2 separate regions of the Mus musculus genome follow, and region 2 is linked to region 1. A link is a contact called in public HiChIP or PLAC-seq data. All regions are on one chromosome and are shown on one strand. The core of a region is the stretch at or near the end of the contact, and the rest is flanking DNA. Distances in the headings are between cores, read along the strand shown. Region 1 holds the start of Slc32a1 (solute carrier family 32 (GABA vesicular transporter), member 1). Region 2 overlaps Chd6 (chromodomain helicase DNA binding protein 6).

Region 1 (4,375 bases), core at 1,005-3,504:
TGGTGGGGGCTTGGGGGTGGGGGCTTGGTGGTGGGGGCTTGGTGGTGGGGGCTTGGTGGTGGGGGCTTGGGGGTGGGGAGGGAAGCATCTAACTTCCTGGGTTCTAACCTGGCTTTCTCTCAGGTTCTGGCTGACACTGAGCAGGACACTTTATTGCATTGCAGCCTTGTGGGTTTGCCTATCTGTAAAATTAGGAATAAAAAGAGGCCCAGTCAGGATATTTGAAGATGGAAGACAGAATAAATCAAGTGATCTCTCAGAACTGGGTCTCACAGAGCCAAGAATTGGGGGTAAGAAGTACAGGTGGCGGCTACACTTGCTCTGGTAATTCCAACAGAATAGCCATGCACAGTTAGGGAGGTAAAAAGTGGATACGTAAACGGCCCCATTTCTCACTGATGAAAAAACCCTTCCTGCTTCCTGTAACAAAAGCACTGTACGGCAAAGCAAGGAGAAGCTTAAGTACTTGGGACCTCCTCGTCAAAGAAGGCATCCATGGCCATCTTAAGGTGTGGAGGGGCACAAGAGGTCACTACAAAGGTACTAGGTCCCTCTGATACATATGTCAGGTGGGCAAAAGAATTCCTCCAGGAAAGGGGGGCAGTGAAGGGGACGGAAACCCTTGTCTGGATGAAGTTCTGGGGTGAAGAGTCTCTTCTGTCCAAAGCCTTTTGGGAAGATGAGGTGCCTGCATTTACTCTCTTTGCTTCTGTCAAGTGCCTGAGGGTGGCCAGATTTCGACCTGCTGGGGAGAAGGATTTTGGTCATGGTTTAGCAGGAGGTGGGGGTTTTGCAGTGGGCATGTGAAGGAAGGGATGGTGGCGGAGTGACGAAGACCACTCTGTCTGTTGTACGAAGGTCCCCAACCTGGGATAGAGGCCTCTTCCAGAGACTGTGAGAGTGCTTGAGGTGAAGGGGGGTGACTAGGGGTAGCCCGTCTTGTCCTGGCAGCTCCTACTTGCTGGTCAAAGCCCTCAGGCCGCCCTACTTGTGCACTGACCTGAGCTAATCTAAAAAATACCGCAGGGGAGGTAGAGACTGGGGTTCCCAGTGAGAGAGAGTCTCCAGACGGGAGAAAAGGAGCGGGAGTCCTTGTCATTTCTGTCAGCTTTCTTAGGCTCAGTGACAACAATGCTTCTCCTTCATCTAGGCTGGGTCCCATCTCGTGGTTTGCTGCTTAGGAGTTTGAAAGAGAACCCAGCTGGGGACGTAGACAGGGACCCACAGAAAGCAGCCGTAGCTGACCCATGCCTCATGAAGACTACAAAGGGGCTCACGCCAGCACGAACGCAAGGCAACTCCTTTCAGAAGCGCCAGCTCGGCAATGAAACTCGGCTGCGCAGCAAACCACACACGGAATACGCACGGTTACCAAAGCTGCCGCTCAGAGTTCACACAGCGCCAACCCACAGCTGTATCTAATGCGATGTCTTTGTCTCTGGATCTCTTTCGTCTTCGTGCCCGCGCGCACTCGCATGACACTCAACAGAAACATCCAAGCTCTCTCAGTCCGGGGGCGGTGATCCTAGCCTGGCCGAGCGTACCCATGTTTCTGAGCTCCGGTCCGCAAGGCTGTCAGCTCGCCTTGCCTTTCGTCTATCCTGACCTTCTCAGATAAGCATTTGCTTACCGAGGGGGCGAGGGGGCGTCCTCAGAATCCCTCCGAGAGAGAGAGAGAGAGAGAGAGAGAGAGAGAGAGAGAGAGAGAGAGAGAGAGAGACAGAGACAGAGACAGAGACAGAGACACAGAGACAGAGACAGACAGAGACAGACAGAGACAGAGAGAGCGCCCAAAGGCTAGCCTTTCCCTTCCACTGCGCGCAGTTGATGGTGAGGCACCAGCTCCTACCACGGCATCCCTGGACGACAGAAACAGCTCAGATGGTCCAACCCAGGGCTGACTTTCTTCAAAAGTAATCCAAGACAGTCACTTCTGTCATCAGGATGGACTTGCAGAACAAGTGATAGATGGCAGAGACACAAACAGACGACCGATCGGCCGGCCTAGCTCTAGAGACTCTCACCTGTCTGTCCTGTTGGTTATCCGGACGGTTAGCCAGAGGATCCGGGGCCCCCGCACAGCTCCGGGACTCTGGAAGATAGTTCCGAGGGTGGGGACCTTCGAGAACCAGCCCACACTGAACTCCTCCCTCCTTGTGGCAGCAGCAAGGTGGGACGGGCCAGGACGTCTGCTTAGCACCTCCTCCAGAAATGCAGCACTTGGGGGGCCCCCACCCTTTCGCGCGCTCCTTCCCACCGACCTCCCAGGGGTGCACCTCTCCAGCCTCGGTCGCGCTTCCGAAACCTTTGGTGCCCCCTTTTCCTGGTCCCGACCCCCCACCTCACGCCCCCTGGTCTGGACAGCATCTCCCCCTCGCCGCCCTCCGCCCACGCACCGCCTGACTCCGAGGGGTGCGAGCGCATTGGGCTGCGCCCGCGTGGGGGCGCCGCGCCAGCCTCGCGTAGCTGTTCTGACGCTGCCGTCGCCGCCGCCCTCCGCAGCCCAGCCGGCACCCGCACCAGCTCTGCAGTGCACTCGTCGCCTCTCGGGCCGGTCCCACCAAGAGCCAGACTGTCGTGACCGGGGCCAGCCTCGAACGTCAGGCGCGAGGGTCATGAGCCAGAGCGCCCTGGGGCGCCGCGCGGAGACCCAGCGGAGATAGCAGTCCTCGCTGCCTTGACGCGCGCCCGCCGCGTCCCCAGACCCTTCTGTCCTTTTCTCCCGCCCCGCCGCCGCCATGGCCACCCTGCTCCGCAGCAAGCTGACCAATGTGGCCACCTCCGTGTCCAACAAGTCCCAGGCCAAGGTGAGCGGCATGTTTGCCAGGATGGGGTTTCAGGCGGCCACCGATGAGGAAGCGGTGGGCTTCGCGCACTGCGACGATCTCGACTTTGAGCATCGCCAGGGCCTGCAGATGGACATCCTGAAATCGGAAGGCGAGCCCTGCGGAGACGAGGGCGCAGAAGCTCCCGTCGAGGGAGACATTCATTATCAGCGCGGCGGCGCTCCTCTGCCACCCTCTGGCTCCAAGGACCAGGCCGTGGGAGCTGGTGGGGAGTTCGGGGGTCACGACAAACCCAAGATCACGGCGTGGGAAGCGGGCTGGAACGTGACAAATGCCATTCAGGTGAGTGCGGGATCCCCAAATCTGCTTGCCATCACCCCCCACCTGAGCTGTCCTTGCCAGGCTCTGCCCCCACACGAACCCCGCAGAGGTCTAGGTTTCAATGCCGCCTTCTCCCAGGACTGGATAATTTATCTCCCCTTCTCTGACCTTCCTAGCCATAGGGATCTACGCCCCCAGGCGGTGTTCTCCTCAGATCCACTCTTGCTGTTCCTGCTACAGGACAGCCTGGCTGAGGTTTGGGGTGGGGGCGGGGGCGGGTCACAAATCCAAAGACCCTACAAAAGCTGGAGACATGGGGAAGGGCGGGAGTCGGGGTGGGGGAAGAATGAAGAAGAAAGAAAATCAAGATCTGGAGAGTTAGCCTTGAGCTCCAGAATGGAGTCCCAGCTGCATTTTCGGAGGACAGGGAGAAAGCTGAGCTAGGGAGTCTCCTCCTCGTGACACATACAGAAGTCGTGCACGCGGACAGGGCTAGACACGGTCCCCTTCCTCACTAACAAACAGGCATATGACGTGCATCTATTTATAGTTCGCAGGGTTACCCTAAATGCACTTGACCATACCACAAGACACTGCAATAGCAGCAATACCTTTACACAGCAAGTGCCTCTGCATTAGCTTAATCTTAACTCGTGAGCACACACACATGCACGCACACGCACGCACACGCACACACACACTCAAGCAGACAGCACCCACTTGGCTGGTGCAGCTCTGTTGGACACATACAGATACAGGTACATAGGAACGTCTATGGTAGAGGGACTCCGCAGTACGAAGCTGCGAAGACTAGCTCCTCTTGCTGGAAATCCCGGCTGCACCGCAGAAACCTGAGAGCCTCCTCCACAGCAGGCCAAGCTGCTCCAGAGCCTGAGAAGGGTCCTAGGCCTTCAAACCTGTAACCTCTAATCCCTAGGCTGCCACCTATAACCTCTAATCCCAACCCCTATCCCAGTCCCGTTTCCATCAGGAACATGGCACTCCTCCGCTGAAGGATTTGGAATTCACAAAACGACCCCGGAGGCTGGCAGGGGTTGGTGGGTTCCAACTTCTGGGAGGAAAGAGGCCTTGTTTCTGGGCACCCTGGGGCTCTGTGTCTTGGCTCCCTAGCATCTCTGGAGTGTTGAATCGTTAAAACAGAAAACATAGGTTTCTTTGGAGTGGAAGGCAACTGCTGAGTTTCTCTGGAACATGAACTCAGCAGGATACCAAGGAGTCTGATCCCGTGGCACTTCCAACTCCAGGTG
Region 2 (4,375 bases), core at 531-3,030, 2.4 Mb after region 1:
ACTACTTGCAATTTAATACTGTCATCTCACAAAGAGCATTTCTGTTTTTCACTGTGAAAAAGTCAGGGTATCGCTCATTATGGAAACGGACACTATTTTTTATAAAGCATGACTGCTCCAGACATGGGTCCCAATGGTGTAACTTAAAATTAACATCTGAAGCTCCAAACCAACCTGGAGTAAGAGCAGAAGCACAGAGTTTGTGACGTCAGTGCACTAATGAAATCGGCTGAACAGACGGCTTCATTAGCTTTGTCCTGTCTCAAAGTAAAACTTTACAAATGCTCTTTACAAAGGATGATTTGGGACTGGGAAAGGAGATGCCCAAGTTAAGAATGTTCTACTTGCCAGAAGATATGAAACAGGAAGACTCTGAGAGTGAGTGAAGTGTCTAGGAGAGTCACTGCTGGTGTTTATTGAAAGCACTTGTTGGCTCCTGGACAGGAGACAGGTGCTCTGACACAGTGAAGGTGGATAGACACACAGAGCTTCCAATAGTTAAAACTTAAAACATTCTTTTAGGCCCTGAAGCCATGTATGGACCCAGGAGAGAAAACCCTAGAGAAAGTGCAGAGAAAGAAGTCCATTTTCTGAATATGGATTTCTCCTGTGTAGAATGGGGGTGACAAAACCCTTCACACGGCCCCTCTACTTATTCCAACTATCTCACAGGTCCAGACAACTGCCCCAGGAGGCTGAGTCACTCAGGGTCTCAGGCTATAACATGGGCCTCGAATACAGGTAGTCTGATTTGAGGACCAAGTTATCTAAGAAAGGGAACCAAGAGAGTTCCAGAAAAAAATTGGCTTTGGAGGTGAAAAGACACTTAGGACTGGGGAGCACTAGCTAAGCTGCCTTCTACTGCCCAGAACTGTTTCCTACTATTTAACAGAGCAGAAAATGAGGATGATCTATGATGCCATTTTGAAATGGCATCAAAAAGTGCCTCCGCATCCTACTCTTTAGGCAGGTGAACAAAACTAAAAAGTCCTACTACATCTTGTCTGTCTGTCTTCCAGCCAACAAGAGCCTTTAGATGTGGCTAGAACCTCTGTGAGGTACTTTGAATGCTGACATTTTTAAGGATAGATACTGGCAGGGGAAAATACTCTACAGCATACAAAGCTTGGGTGGCAGAGTGTACCAGCCTATCAAGCAGAGGGAAACATTCCCTCTGAAGGCATAATGGCAGCTGACAAGGGCTTGTCCACAGCTACAGGCTCCCAGTGTGGTGTGAGGTCAGCACACAGTTTTCTCCTCCAGTCTATCCAGCAGTTTCTGCTGGTGCATTTAGTAAACGTGAATAATCCTTGAGTAAACACTCACATAGGAAAGTTCTTGGTATGAATAAGTGCTTTTTCCTGTATCCCATCTTTTGTAAAGCATTTATCATCAACAGAATGACAGAACATGGCCAAGTAACCAGATGAATGTGAGTTTGATGCACAGGAAGCCAATAGTTGTGGGTACACAGAAGGTCTTACAGCTGAGCTCACAGTTTAACATGGAACACCATTTTCTACTTACAAGGGAAAGACATGTTCATCTAAGAAATGAGTTGACTTCAGGTAAGGGGTCCAGAGTGCTGATGACAAAGGGACAGACAGAACACAATTTCTCCATCCTGAGAACAAAGCCTCTGTTCTTTGGCTTTGGGCAAAATGGCTCCTTCTCTCTAAGGTGCTTTTCTTCTTTTTGAAAATGGAGAAAGTAATACTCAGCTTATTACAGGGTGGCTGTGGAGTATAATGAGCAATCTATGTGCTGGCACAAAGCCAATGCATTAATAGCTGGTAGCTGGGAGGAGGGAATATTAACAGACACTTAGCATTTCTCCTTTGCCTGGAGTATATGTCCTTATGTAGAGGATTACCAACAGTAGTAACAGCACCACTGGGGTCTACTGAGTCTAGGGAAGAAACTGCTGCACAGGCTGCAGTCAATACTGCGGAAGAATTTTTAAAAACGTATTGTTAGCAACCAGTGTTAGACAGCCGGAGAAAGTGTGGAGCAGGGAAGTCGCTTAAGCTAATCATCAATGGTGATGAAACTCAGGTTCAGAAGTGACCTCTGAGGGGCTTGTGAGTGCAGTGTAGCTCTGCGGGTGAGTGAACACACTGTGCTCCCTCCAAGGTAATGCCGGCAGCGGAAGGTGGCACAGCTATGTACATGGTATTTCCCTACTGAGGAGTGAGGTACATTTATTTCCTTACTTAAAACTAGAAGGCCTAGTCTCCTCTGTGCATGGCTGCTCCCCCTGCCCCCCATTTTGTCTTGGTTGAGGTGGCAGTGGCAGTGCAGACTTGGGAGGGATCTCTGGATTCAGGGGATTTCTCCTATGCCCTTACCAAACCCCAGTGTCAACACAGCAGTTGGCCAGATAATGAGTAAAGTGCTAGGCTCCAGGACTAACAGTGGAAACATCAGAAGAGTTAGTCCTGGGGACTCTGTCTGGTGAGTGAAAGACAAGCAGTGGCTATGCACGCAGTACCAAAGGCAACATAGAACATCAACCAGGGACTGCTGGGACGGGTCTAAGAGGTGATTCTCGAGCTAGACACTGAAAAAAAGTAAAGGAGTCTGCAGAACACAAGGATCTCTGTATACAGGTAACAAAAGGTCTGAAGTCAGAATCAAAAAGACCCTGCTGATGTTTTCATTTTGCAAGAAAATCAAGGTTCCTACTTTTGCATAAACTTTGTGTACAAAGTAGATATAAAACCAAATGTCATAAAGCTCAGGTGTCTTATTACAGAGCCTGCAGGAGCAGATAGGGGACAGTTTAGTTTGCTTAGGATTTATGTAGCTGACTGAGACTGTGCTCTAATTCCGGACAAAGGGGAAAGAATGATGCCTGTTTGTAAGTACGATAAAATTTACATACAATTAATACTGAGTTTAGGGTATCTTTCTTTGTTTTTGTTTGTTTTTTGAGAACCCTAGACAGGGTTTCTCTGTGTAGCCCTGGCTGTCCTGGAACTCACTCTGTAGACCAGGCTGGCCTCGAACTCAGAAATCCGCCTACCTCTGCCTCCCAAGTGCTGGGATTAAAGGAGTGCGTGCGCCACCACTGCCCGATGAATTTAGAGGATCTTAACCCACAAGAAATGGGTTCTTGTTCAGTTCCAGACTAAAGGTTCCTTACAGCAGGATTTGACCATTTACGTCATAAAATGTCCTTCCAAGTCTTTTCTCCTCCTTCTCCCTGATCGTCCATTGGCCACAATGTCACCCTATCACTGCTTTCCTATTTCAGAAAGCACCCAAGCCCCAGTCTCGCCACTGCAGCCAGAGCTGCAGACAGCAGAGACAGCACTTGCCACACAGTACTGTGCTAACAAAAGACAGCACTTGCCACACAGTACTGTGCTAACAAAAGCTGCTTCATTACTTCTTGTTTTGTTAACAGAGGTGTTACCTTCCCAACGTGCATAGCATGTGATAAACACTGTTAATGATTCTGGGTTTGAGACCATTCCAAGCACAGATATTCTTAAAACTGTGTGTGGTTCATACAACAACCCAGCTTCTGAACTTTGAACCTTGTAGCTGGCAACTGTTTTCTGATCAAAAGTATCACAGATGAGAATGGGATTGTGTGTGTGTGTGTGTGTGTGTGTGTGGTAGCTAATCATACTCTAATGAGTGCCCACCTGGAGTACATGCTCAGCACCGAGCAGTAATAACACCACTTTCCCACATGGGACATAAACTTTTCAAGAACTTATTTTCCTGTGTTGCAAAGGCTTGAGACACAGTGAACTGAAGGGAATCAGAAAACAAAAAGCTCAGAGAGAATGTATGCAAATACTAAAGAACAGAACAGAACTGAATGTAACTGTGTGATCAGGAGAGTGGAGACTCTGGCTCTAAGTAGAATCATCAAAGGGCAGTGCTGTGCAAACTTCCGATCCATGAAACATTCTGAGTCAGAACCCATGGCATTTGCCAGACACATCTGCTCAAAGACAACATCTGCTCAAACGGCCTTTGGCTCCTGGGCATGCACACACACCTGGTAAGCATTTAAGACCGTCCCTATCAGAAAACAGGAGAGAGGAGGAAGAAAAACCCTGAAAACCACTTTTATCTAACAGGAAAAATAGCATATGACAAAATTCAACAGCTATTTATGATAAAAACTCAGGAACTAGAATTATGGAAATGCCTTTTATTTCTGATAAAGTGACCTAACAAAAATAATCTACTATTATTATTATTATTATTATTATTATTATTATTATTATTTTGGTTTTTTTCCGAGACAGGGTTTCTCTGTATAGTCCTGGCTGTCCTGGAACTCACTTTGTAGACCAGGCTGGCCTCGACTCAGAAATCTGCCTGCCTCTGCCTCCAAAGTGTTGGGATCAAAGGC

Evidence for each region. HiChIP or PLAC-seq counts read pairs in DNA pulled down with a chosen protein or histone mark.
Region 2: a contact with region 1 is called in an H3K4me3 HiChIP or PLAC-seq map of embryonic forebrain, with 8 times the contacts expected there. The contact joins the enhancer-like site here to the promoter of Slc32a1 in region 1. A contact is called at or near these places in 5 of 39 promoter capture datasets (the 3T3-L1 cell line, hippocampal neurons, pre-B cells and 2 more) and 3 of 115 datasets of contacts at active chromatin or transcription factors (embryonic forebrain, large pre-B cells and pro-B cells).

The regions. Positions count from the first base shown.
Region 1 is chr2:158,608,504-158,612,878 of GRCm38.p6, forward strand. Slc32a1 (solute carrier family 32 (GABA vesicular transporter), member 1) reads left to right here and starts at 2,255. Exons shown (of 2, transcript NM_009508.2): 1 at 2,255-3,128. The coding sequence starts at 2,739. Gm14204 (predicted gene 14204) reads right to left here and starts at 2,220. Exons shown (of 3, transcript NR_040359.1): 1 at 2,025-2,220.
Region 2 is chr2:160,970,486-160,974,860 of GRCm38.p6, forward strand. All of the region lies in intron 27 of Chd6 (chromodomain helicase DNA binding protein 6), which reads right to left. Among named protein-coding and RNA genes, the nearest start is that of Emilin3, 60 kb to the left of the region's middle. Within about 2 kb of position 1,781, at least 20 of the 459 cell types and tissues checked have an H3K27ac peak or open chromatin away from gene starts, as enhancers often do. A contact at or near this core is called in embryonic forebrain, where this site is marked.